Regions from separate parts of the Mus musculus genome. Here region 2 is linked to region 1. The links are chromatin contacts, called in public promoter capture Hi-C maps. All regions are on one chromosome and are shown on one strand. The core of a region is the stretch at or near the end of the contact, and the rest is flanking DNA. Distances in the headings are between cores, read along the strand shown. Region 1 holds the start of Cyp1a2 (cytochrome P450, family 1, subfamily a, polypeptide 2). Region 2 holds the start of Ubl7 (ubiquitin-like 7 (bone marrow stromal cell-derived)).

Region 1 (5,590 bases), core at 1,120-3,619:
GTACCCCTGACCCTTCTTTCCCATAACCCCAGGGCTCAGGTTTCAGAGGAGGAAGAGGTAGGGTGAACACAGGGAAGAAAAGTGACACGAAGCTGGAGCTTACGTAGCCTCTGTAGGGTTCATTTTCCTGCAGAACAATAAATTGCCTTTAACTTAGTGAACCCCACCCCCACCCCCATTGCAAAGCTCGCCAAGGCTCCATCACATGCCTCCACTTTTGGGGTTTGGAACAGTCCCCAGAGGCGAGCTGTAAGGAAGAAGGGAAGGTCATAGTTGCTAAGGGCCCAGAGCTTCCCAAGGTCTCCGCTGCACACGGCACTCTCCGCTGCACACGGCACTCTGAGTACCTGGGAGAAGGACTCCAGAGGGCATTTCTCTGGCGGTGATGTGGGTTACAGCCTGCCTCCCAGACTCACCTTGTTGAAGTCTTGGTAGTGCTCCTGGACAGTTTTCTGCAGAAACAGCACGAAGTTATCATTGAAGGTCTTAAACCTCTTGAGGGCCGGGTTGGGCAGGTAGCGCAGGACCGGGAAGAAGTCCACTGCATTCCCTGAGGTGACATTCTCCACAAAGTCCTTGCTGTTATTCACGATGTTCAGCATCTCCTCGCTCTTCCGGGGGAAGTTCTTCCCAAAGCACATGGCACCAATGACGTTAGCCACCGATTCCACCACCTGGCTGACTGGTTCGAAGTGGCCAACCTCTGCCATCGCCTTCTGAAGCTTGCTGACGAGATGGTTAGCCTCCTTGCTCACGTGCTCCTCCAAATAGCAAGAGGATGCTGACGTCGGGTCCGAGGCTATGGAGAAGCTCTTCAGGGCATCCTGGGCCAGGCGCCGGCGGGCAGCCCACACGGGTCCAGAGTCTGGGTTGAAAGTCATGCTCTTGCCGTTAGTGATAAGTGTGAAGCTGTAGAGGTCTGGTCGGCCCTTGAAGTCATCTCCCTGCCTCACCAGGGCCTGCTTGATGGTGTTCAGGCCGCTCAGCACCACCACAGGAGTGGAGCCGATGCGGATCTGCAGCACGTCCCCATACTGCTGACTCAGCCGTGTCAGTGACAGGTGTGGGTTCTTCCCCACAGTCAGCATGTGCCCAATGAAGGGCAAGCCCCAGGGTCCGGGTGGATTCTTCAGGCCTTTGGGAACCTGGGTCCTTGAGGCTCTGACCATCCAGAACACTAAACAGAAGATGGCAGTGGCCAGTAGCAGCTCTGGGGCTAAGGAGATGTACTGGGAGAACGCCATCTGTACCACTGCAGGGGAAATGGAAAGATGGAGTGGTTGGGGATGGATTCTGAGCCTTCCGTTTATCCTTTCATTCACTCATTCAGTAGGTGCTGACATACATCCTGTGCTTGGCTTTCAGCCACACATCAGAAACGTGAATATACCTGTCCTGTGTCTTGTTCTTTCAGGGATTTGCCCTTACCCCATCCCAAAAGCCAAGGGCTGGGAAGGAGCCTTGCATTTACAACTTTAGTGTCTTGATTTCCATCCCAGGCTGTTTTGTCTACCTCTCTCGTTTCCAATTCTCAGACTGGCATGGATGCAAGTGACCACTCCAAAACCATGATGCTAAAAGCAGCTCCTCAACAGCCACAGTAACAGAGTGTTTGTACCACTTTCTGCCAGAGGGTCCAACACATTGGTGGTACCCTCCACATACCCAAGGAACAGAAGATGCCTCCTTGCCCAAGCGACAGAAAGCCACTGTTCCTGGGATGATATCAATGACCTGTGATATCCTCCTTTCTCTATAACACTCTAACAACACCCAGCAGAGATTCCTCCTCCAAAAGTGAGTCTTCATTTACTTCCATGCTTAGAGGCTGAAGTGGGCTACAGTTAGGTCTGGGGCTGTCCAATGCCAGGTGGGAATTCTTTCCCTACCTCTTTACTCCAGGCAACTGTCCTCAGAAAAAGCCTGGTTGAAACTGTTTAATTAAAGGTAATGGGCTAGTGAGATGGCTCAGTGGTAAAAGCACTTGCTGAAAGCCTGATGACTTGAGTTTGATCCCTGGAATTGATGTGGTGGAAAGAAAGAACTGATTCCTGAAAGTTGTCTCTGAGCTCCACACATAAGCTGTGGTGTTCAGACAGACAGACAGAAAGACAGAAAGACAGACAGAGATACACACACACACACACATACATATAAACACACACACGGAGGTGCAAAGGTCCAGGGCTGAGAATTAAGAAGCAAAACCTTAGACCTCTCAGATTTCCTTCACTTCCCACAGGGTCCCCGTTTCTCCATCATAATAGCATTTAGGAAATAGCAGCAGGTCTCATGATCTGGAAAGACACACAGACGTACCTGAAGGGCAGGGGCTGGAGACTGGCAGAGTTGTGGGAGTCAGTCCAGGACTTCTGGGTTCCGACGAGGGGCCTTTTATAACACCACCCACTCTGGACTGGCCCAGGTGCCCGGGTCACTTGATATCATAGCTGGATGCTGCACAAAGCTGAAAGGATCAATTCTTGGCTTCAAGCCATGGCTCCTCAGTTCCACCTTTCACTTGGGGTCAGAAGTGGCTTGGGGTCCATGGAGATAAATATTCATGGAGATAAAAAAGTATGACATTTTAGGGGCCAAGGTATATGTCTTTGAAAGAATACACTTCTTTCAAAGACAGGGCAGGGTTCAGGGTGTAAAAATTAGGTGGATGAACAGATATAACCTCTTCTCCACCCATGAGAATGGACGGGCCTAGCCCCCAGGCCAACCAGGGCAGCTCATGCTCTCCACGGAGGCAGATAGGGAGGTGCATTGTACTCGTGACTTTTCTGGAATTAACAATCTACCTGACAAAAGGAAGGGAAGGAAGGAAGGGAGGGAAGGAGGAAGGAAGGAAGGGAGGAAGAAGGGAGGAAGAAAGGGAGGGAGGAAGGAAGAACTATTTTGGCTCATGCTTTTGGGGTATAGTCCATTGTGGCAGAGGAGTTGCAACAGCAGGAATGTGAAGTGGCTGGTCACATGGCATCTGCAGTCAGGAAAGACACACACACACACACACACACACACACACACACACACACAGAGAGAGAGAGAGAGAGAGAGAGAGGACTGCTAGTTCTAGAGTCTTTTGTTGTTGTTATTAACCAGGGACTGCAGCCTAGGTATGGTATAGCCCACACTCAGGCTGGGCTTTCCCTCCTTAGTTACCTTTCAGGAAAGGTATGCCCTGAGGACCACCTTCTAGGTGATCCTAAATCCCATCAAGATGACACTGGAGATTAACCATGACATGTATGTTGTAGCTACCTCATCACACCCCACACCCATGTGTGTGTGTGTGTGTGTGTGTGTGTGCGCGCGTGCGCGCACGCGCGCGAGCGCATACCTGAACCTACATCCACAAACATACTTGGTGAGGACTCTACCACTGAATTAGGTCTTAACTCCTCTCCCAACTTTTATTTTCTTTAGAATTTTGTATTCTAAAGGGAGGCTCTCTCTGCACTCTCCCTCCTGTGGAAGATGGTAAGGAATTAAAAGACAACAAAGACAACTCATGGGGGCCGGAGAGAGAGGTAAAGAGCACTGACTGCTATTCCAGAGGGTTCAATTCCCACCACCCACATGCCAACTCACAATGGTCTGTAATTCCCGTTCCAGGGGACCTGACACCCTCACACAGACATATGTGCAGTCAAAACACCCAGCGCTTGGGAGGCAGAGGCAGGCAGATTTCTGAGTTCAAGGCCAGCCTGGTCTACAGAGTGAGTTCCAGGACAGCCAGGGCTACACAGAGAAACTCTGTCTTGAAAAGAACAACAACAACCAAACAACAACCAAACAAACAAAATCAAAAAAAACCCAAACACTAATGTACATAAAATAAAAGTAAAGAAATTTATTTTTTTAAAGAAAGAATATCCATAGCATGGATTGCTCTTTATGACAATTAGCTTGGACTCTTCTGATCAACACTATTGGAGGAGATAAAAATCCAAATAAACCAGACAAGTTCCAGGAACAAGAAACGAAAGAATTAAAAGCAAATGCAGGGTTGGGTATGGTGGAACACATCTCTAATCCCAGCATTTGGGAGGCAAAGGCAGCTGGATTTCTATGAGTTCAAGGTCAGCGTAGTCTACGTAGTAAATTCCAGGATAGCCAGGGCTACATCATAAGACCCTTAAAAAAAAACCAAATGCAATATGTGAACTTGATTGGATTCTATTTTTAACAAAAAGCAAATTTTGAAAGCTACTGAAGGCATTTTTGGAGAGATAACTGGGGACTCAAGGACCTGGTCTGGACATGGATGTGGAGATTAAATGACATTCTCAAATGGACACCAATTTTCTCAGATATGACATACAGTTGTACTTGCATGATACCGTAGTTACTGTTCTGGTTCTATAAGGAGATACCATGACCAAGGTAACTCTTATAAAATGAAACATTTATTGTGAGTCTGGTCACAGTTTCAGAGAGTTAGTTCATTATCATCGTAGCCGAAAGCAGACAGGCATGGTGCTGGAGCAGTAACCCAGAGCTTCGAATCCTGATCCTCAGGCTACAGACAGAGAGATCAAGATGGGGCCTGGTATGGGGTTTTGAAACCTCAAAGCCCACCCCCAGTGACACACGTCCTCCAGGCCACATCTCCAACAAGGCCACATCTTCTAATTCTTCCCAAGCAGTTCCACTAACTGGGGACCAAACAATCAAATGTATGAGCTATGGGGGCCATTCTCATTGAAACCACATGTAGGAAGATATTCTTGTTCTTAGGACATTAATGCTGTGTGCTTTAGGGGTGAAGTTTCATGATGCCTGCAACCTTCTTTCAGTTGGTTCTGTTTAAAAACAAAAGCCTACATTTTGGGACTGTTGAGACGGCTCAGTGAGTAAAGGTGCCTGCACCAAACCTGATGACCTGAGTTGGATCCCCAGGACTCACGTGGTGGGAAGAGTTGTCCTTTGATCTCCATGTGTGCCTTGGCACATGTACATCTTAACAAATGTGTACTCTCTTGACCTACCTCTCTTTCTGTCTGTCTCACACACAATAGATAAGTACAATTTTAAGATATTGGGTGGTGTCAGTGGTTGCGGTCGTGGTGGCAGCCAGGTGGTGGGCACTCCGGAGGCAGAGGTGGATTTTTGTGAGTTCAAGACCAGCTTGGTCTACAGATGGAGTTCCAGAATTACAGAGAGTACACACACACACACACACACACACACACACACACACACACACACACACTAAGCTTCAGGATTAACTTCTGCAAGTGTTAAGGATGAAGACTCCAACAGACTCACAAAGCTGTTTGAAGGCAGCTGGGAAGGAAGGCGCACCATTTCCTGTCTTACTGGGTTCAGCTCAATCAATTAAAAGGGTCAATCTGAAAATTAGGCTAGGTTTTATACAAATTCGTTTTCTTCTTTCTTATTGAGTAAAGCTTATGGCTTATTCTCTTTAGATGCCTCTCCTCCATTTTTTTTATGAGACAAAAATCTGTCTATGTACCCTTGGTTGATCTGAATTCACTATGTAGACCAGGCTGGCCTCCAATTCATAGAGATCTGCTGTCTCTGCCTCCACAGTGCTGGGATTAAATGTGTGTATTATATC
Region 2 (5,590 bases), core at 1,553-4,052, 230 kb after region 1:
AGATGAGTTTCATTTACTTTCTTGTGAGACTCAGAAATCCTCATATTTGTATAAGGTTTGTTAAACACCATTTTAAAAGTGTTGAGCTGGGTAAAGGCACTTGCTTTCTACAAAAGCTTGACTACCTGAATTTTAGATTTCCAGAACCCACAGGAAAGGCAGAGAGGCAGTAGTGTGATCCCAGCACACCCCTGCCAGGGGATGGGAAGCTCAAACAGGAGACTGTACAGAAGCTCTGGGGCCATCTAGCCTGCTTTACATGGCATTGAAGAGAACCGATTCAAACAAGATGGAAACTCGAGGGTCAATCCCAGGAGGCAGTCACCTGACTCTACACTTTTATCATGGCACACACCCACCTACACCCATTGCCGTGGCATTCATGCACTCCCCCAGAATACTACTAATAAAAATTTAAATGTCCATTCTTACAATTTGTTTCTCAATAGAATTCTTGATTAGACCAAATGATCTCTTGAACATTTAGTGAATGCTCATCAGCACGTTCTTAGAGCTGACAAGGATATCAGTGTTTCCAAATAAGAACTGGCTGAAGGACCTGGTTTTGGCCTCTTTCCTTCTTGCCAGACGTCTAACTTTGTCTTGTGTCCAGGCTTCTTTTTCTAGGCCCTGACCTTTGCTTGGGAGCACGGTACTTACTCGCTAACTGGGTTTACACAGAACCTGTTTGGTTGATTCCTTCATTAATTTGCCCATTTGCAACATCATCAATTGAAATCTCCTCTCTCCTCTCTGGAGAACAAAAGGCATACAATAAGACAGTCATATTTGATAAATAGCTTTGGCCTGGATCATTCATTCAAGACATTCCTTTTTTTTTAAAGATTTATTTTATTTATTGTATGTAAATACACTGTAGCTGTCTTCAGACACCAGAAGAGGGAATCCGGTCTTGTTACGGATGGTTATGAGCCACCATGTGGTTGCTGGAATTTGAACTCAGGACCTCCAGAAGAACAGTCACTGCTCTTAGCCGCTGAGCTCTCTCCAGCCCCCATTCAAGACATTCTTATTGCTAACCTGCTATGTTTCAGGTAAAGATCAACAGTGGAAGGTAAGCAAGGCAGTTAAGGGCCATTTTTTCATGAAAATTATGATGACAACAAACAAAAGAATCTCCTGAGCATTCAGCTCCATTTTGAGAACACAAAAAGAGACAGAATTTCTGACATCTCCGGCAAACAGTTAAGACACAGTACTAAACAAAATTTAATGAAATAAAGTGTGTTTAAGTGTCAGTACTTTAGTAGATAGAAAATTGGTTAAGAGGATGGCCACTTAATTCCTGAAAGAGGGGCTGTATTTAAAAATGGACAGGATAGGGAAGAAGGACTTTGGGCACCGTGAAACTCTCTAGCAGCATGCATATTTTATAAGACCAGGAGGGTTAATTATGTATGTGTAGTTTGCTTTTTCTCTGTTAAGCTATTGTACTCAGTTACTACCCGAGTTCTGTCCTAGAGTGGACTGTACAAGAATACAACTTTTGTTTTGTTTTGTTTTTCGAGACAGGGTTTCTCTGTGTAGCCCTGGCTGTCCTGGAACTCACTATGTAGACCAGGCTGGCCTCAAACTCAGAAATCTGCCTGACTCTGCCTCCTGAGTGCTGGGCTTAAAGGCGTGCGCCACCACGCCCGGCAAGAATACAACTTTTACACTTGTGTACACAGTAGCTATTATGAACTTTTTTTAAAAAAAAGATTTATTTATGTATTTTATACACTGTCACTGTCTTCAGACACACCAGAAGAGGGCACCGGATCCCATTATAGATGGCTGTGAGTCACCACTTGGTTGCTGGAAATTGAACTCAGGACCTCTGGAAGAGCACTCAGTGCTCTTAACTGCTGAGCCTTCTCTCCAGCCTGAACTTTATCTTTTAAAATTACATTTTTTTATTAGTGTGTGTGTGTGGTCAGTTTTGGGGAGTCAGTTCAATCCTTTCACCATTTGTTCCCGGGGAGGTCCTCAGGTTTGAATGCAAGTGCTTTTACCTGCTGAGCCATCTCACCCGTCCCTCAGCTTCACAGTTTTAAAGTTGGTTGTTTTTGGTTATTGTTTTCCTTAATTGTGGAACTTTCTGAGAAAAATCACTTCTCTCTTGAGTTTAGCTAACTCTAACTTTTGTGTAAACTCAATCCAATTTGATTGTGCATTAGTTTCTCAGCCATCTAAAACAGGCAGTGTCTCCACGAAAGTTCAGTGGAAATTCCCCTCCCCAAACTGATTCTACGAATGACTGTGTTATAAACCCCATTGTTGCATGTTCGCGGTGGGCCAGAAACCCGACTTAATCACTCCCCTTACGGACTCAACTTTTAGCGCCCTGGTGCGCTGCCACAAGGCAGGTTTCCTGGGAGAAAGGAGCAAGAAGCACAAGAGGCTGGCTACGTGGGAGAACTGCGTCTTCATCGGAAGGGCCGCGGGGCGCCTGTCCACTTAGGAACCCGTCCCCCTCGGAGAAGGCTCGCCCTCCGGCCTAGGACTCCTCCAAACCCGGGACAACCAACAGGCTTCACATATATCCCTGGAGAGCGCGGGAATCATCGGGCTATTGGCTGCTTTCGAAAATTCCACACTGAGTCTCCCTACCTCAGGTGGTGGTACAATTGTGTCTGACAGAAAGCTACAACCTACTGGCTTCTAGGACCTCAAACTGCTCGTGCTCGCACTCACGCCTCCTAGGACCCGGAAGCATTGCCACTAGCTGCTGGACGGCCATTTATAAGGGGCTGGGTCTCAGTGAAAACTATAGTCCCCAGAATGCAGCGCGGAGCTTCCGGTTTCCGGCAAGAGGACCAGAGTGAGTGTTTACACCGGCGGCTCGCTGCGGCCGGGTTCCTTCCGCGGGACGGGTGAGGGCGCTGGGCCCCCTCCCTGGGCGCGCGGGGCTCTCGTGGGTCCGGAGTAGCTAACTGGTCCCACGAGAGAGGTGGGGTTGTCAACATTGTCCCTACTCACGACTAGGTATCTGTGACCTTGGGCCAAGAGACTTCAGCTTTCTGAGTCTTTATTCCTGATCTGTAAAATAAGGACAATGATGCCAGTTTCAGGAGACAGTTGTGAGGATTGAAATCGGTATACAAAAACCTCCTTTCTCGCTTTAAACCTAAAGGTGGATAGTACCTTGAAGTCCGCTGGGTCGCACCACAGTTTTTTCTTAGCCTTGTCTTTACTGCAAGAGACCTCTTTGGCAGAAATAGTGTCTGTAACAAGGACTGGTCTTGCGGTACAAGGCTCTTGCACCCTTTGAATTTTTAGATTTATTTTGTGGGCATTCATATATGTCAGGCTGGGGACTGTGTTAGAAAAGCTCTAGTCTTGGCTTTCAAGAATGGGGGGGGTTTCACAAATATGAGGGACGCAATGAGAAGTTGAGAAGTAAATAAGTTGTACAAGGGAAAAAGCAGCAAAGAGAAGGTAGCTTTCTAAGTCTGGCATCTGGTAATGAAGCTGGCTGACTTGTCCTCAAATCTATTGATTTGTGTTGCTCTTTTGCCTTGAGGGAACAGGGAATGTGTGACCAAGAAGAGAGCATGGAACCGATGTGTTTGTGTGGGTCTTGGTAGGAGTTTGCTAAGAGGCCAAAAAGGGAAGAGAACTTATATGCAAAGACAGGAGGTGAGCAGAGTTACATATAGGGGACAACTTTGTTATGAAGTATACTTACGTGTGTTGTTATAAAGGGGCAGGGCTGGGTCTATTGAAGAAAGCTGGTAGGCGTCAGAATAAATGGGTTTGTAATCTGGCTGTGGAGTTAACACCCACCTGTTCATAGAAGTGCTTTGGGATTAATGGGGGCCTTCTAAGCAGTTAAGTTTGTTAGATCTGTGTTTTAACAATAAGACATTGGGTGGTGCTATAGATCTCTGATAAGGGCAGGCAAGAGAGACAAGGGCCCTCCTTAAAGTGTTGTTATAGCTAAATCAAAAGCTGGAGAAGAAAACCAGAAATGAGTGTGTAGAAGGGAGAGGGTTGGGTGATCTTGCTTGAACCTCACAACATTCCTATCCAACTGATTGGCCTTTTGTGTTTACTTTTTTTTTTTTTTTCTTTTGTTTTTTTGAGACAGGGTTTCTCTGTGTAGCCCTGGCTGTCCTGGAACTCACTTTGTAGATCAGGCTGGCCTTGAACTCAGAAATCCTCCTGCCTCTGCCTCCCAAGTGCTGGGATTAAAGGCGTGTGCCACCAATGCCCGGCTTTTGTGTTTACTTTAAAGGTGAAGAAACTGAGGCATAAGAGAAATCCCTTGTAGTCCACCAGAGAAAGAATTAAGGGAGGGACACTAGGTTCTAGTTCTAGCCTCTTAGTGCTACACCTATGTTTCTCTAGCAGTAGTACACTGAAATGATCTTTCCTTTATTCTTGTTGCAGGGAGAGATGAGTAGGGAGGTGGGTTGACTTTTAACCGTTAATGCCTTATTGTTTTACAGGGAGAAAGAGAGAGCGCGAAAGAGAGAGGATGTCTCTCTCAGACTGGCATCTGGCAGTGAAGCTGGCTGACCAGCCACTTGCTCCAAAATCTATTCTTCAGTTGCCAGAGACAGAACTGGGAGAATATTCCCTAGGGGGCTATAGCATTTCATTTCTGAAGCAGCTTATTGCTGGCAAGCTCCAGGAATCTGTTCCAGACCCGGAGCTGATCGGTGAGTCTTCATTGGCAGGAGCTGGGTTGCTGCTCTTGCCCCTGGGACAGGAGGTAAAAGGGCTTGTTGCCTCCTTCCAGAGTAAGTTTTACATGAGTGAAAACATAAAACATGACAAAACTGTTGTTTGTCACTTTAGTCTCATGTTACACTGAACTACGTTATTATTTAAGACTCTTCATTATGATGTTGTTGAAGTCTTTTGTCTGATCGAACAAAATTAGCAAAGACTTGCAGATGAGACAAGACTCCTCAATCTGTCACCTAAGACTTAAGGGATAATTAGAAGGATGTTTTTGTTTGTCTTGATGGCTGAATAAAGGGAAGGCCGCAAAATAGGAAATGAGGTTGGCAATGTACTCCTAGTGGAGGAAGGAAGAGCTTTCGTAGAGAACAGTCAGATTAGATTAGGAGCGAAATGTACGCTAGCCAAGGGTTCTCCCTGGTGAAGACATTCCTATCACAGGTGATCAGCTCCATCCTCTTTTTTCGGTTTTTCGAGACAGGGTTTCTCTGTGCAGTCCTGGCTGTCCTGGAACTCACTCTGTCCAGGCTGGCCTCGAACTCAGAAATCCGCCTGCCTCTACATCCCAAGTGCCACCACTGCCCGGCAGCTCCATCCTTTTTGATGTTATATTTTTCACATTTATGTGGAATCACTACTCTCTACAGGGTTGAGCTTTAGAGGTGTACTGTGCATATACTTCTTAAATAAGCATTTGTACTTGATAAAGTTGTTTAAAATGTTGGGGTTTTGTTTGTTTCAAGACAGGGTCTCACTTTGTAGCCCTGGCTGGCCCAAACTCACCACTTATCTCTGCTTATTGAGTGCTGGGATAAAAAGTGTGTGCCAGCACACCTAGTCAAAATGTCTTTTATTTATTTATTTATTTATTTATTTGGTTTATTTATTTATTTATTGT

Evidence for each region. Promoter capture Hi-C pulls out the DNA fragments that hold promoters and counts their contacts.
Region 2: a contact with region 1 is called in a promoter capture Hi-C map of embryonic stem cells, with 3 times the contacts expected there. The contact joins the promoter of Ubl7 here to the promoter of Cyp1a2 in region 1. A contact is called at or near these places in 10 of 39 promoter capture datasets (the C10 cell line, the HPC-7 cell line, HPC-7-derived erythroid cells and 8 more), 3 of 484 Hi-C or Micro-C datasets (B cells, embryonic stem cells and trophoblast stem cells), 2 of 115 datasets of contacts at active chromatin or transcription factors (large pre-B cells and pancreatic cancer cells) and 3 of 9 other capture datasets (adipose tissue, embryonic stem cells and liver).

Annotation. Positions count from the first base shown.
Region 1 is chr9:57,681,286-57,686,875 of GRCm38.p6, forward strand. It overlaps Cyp1a2 (cytochrome P450, family 1, subfamily a, polypeptide 2), which reads right to left and starts at 2,370. Exons shown (of 7, transcript NM_009993.3): 1 at 2,320-2,370; 2 at 417-1,252. The coding sequence starts at 1,244.
Region 2 is chr9:57,908,184-57,913,773 of GRCm38.p6, forward strand. It overlaps Ubl7 (ubiquitin-like 7 (bone marrow stromal cell-derived)), which reads left to right and starts at 2,803. Exons shown (of 11, transcript NM_001122873.1): 1 at 2,803-2,876; 2 at 4,455-4,667. The coding sequence starts at 4,484.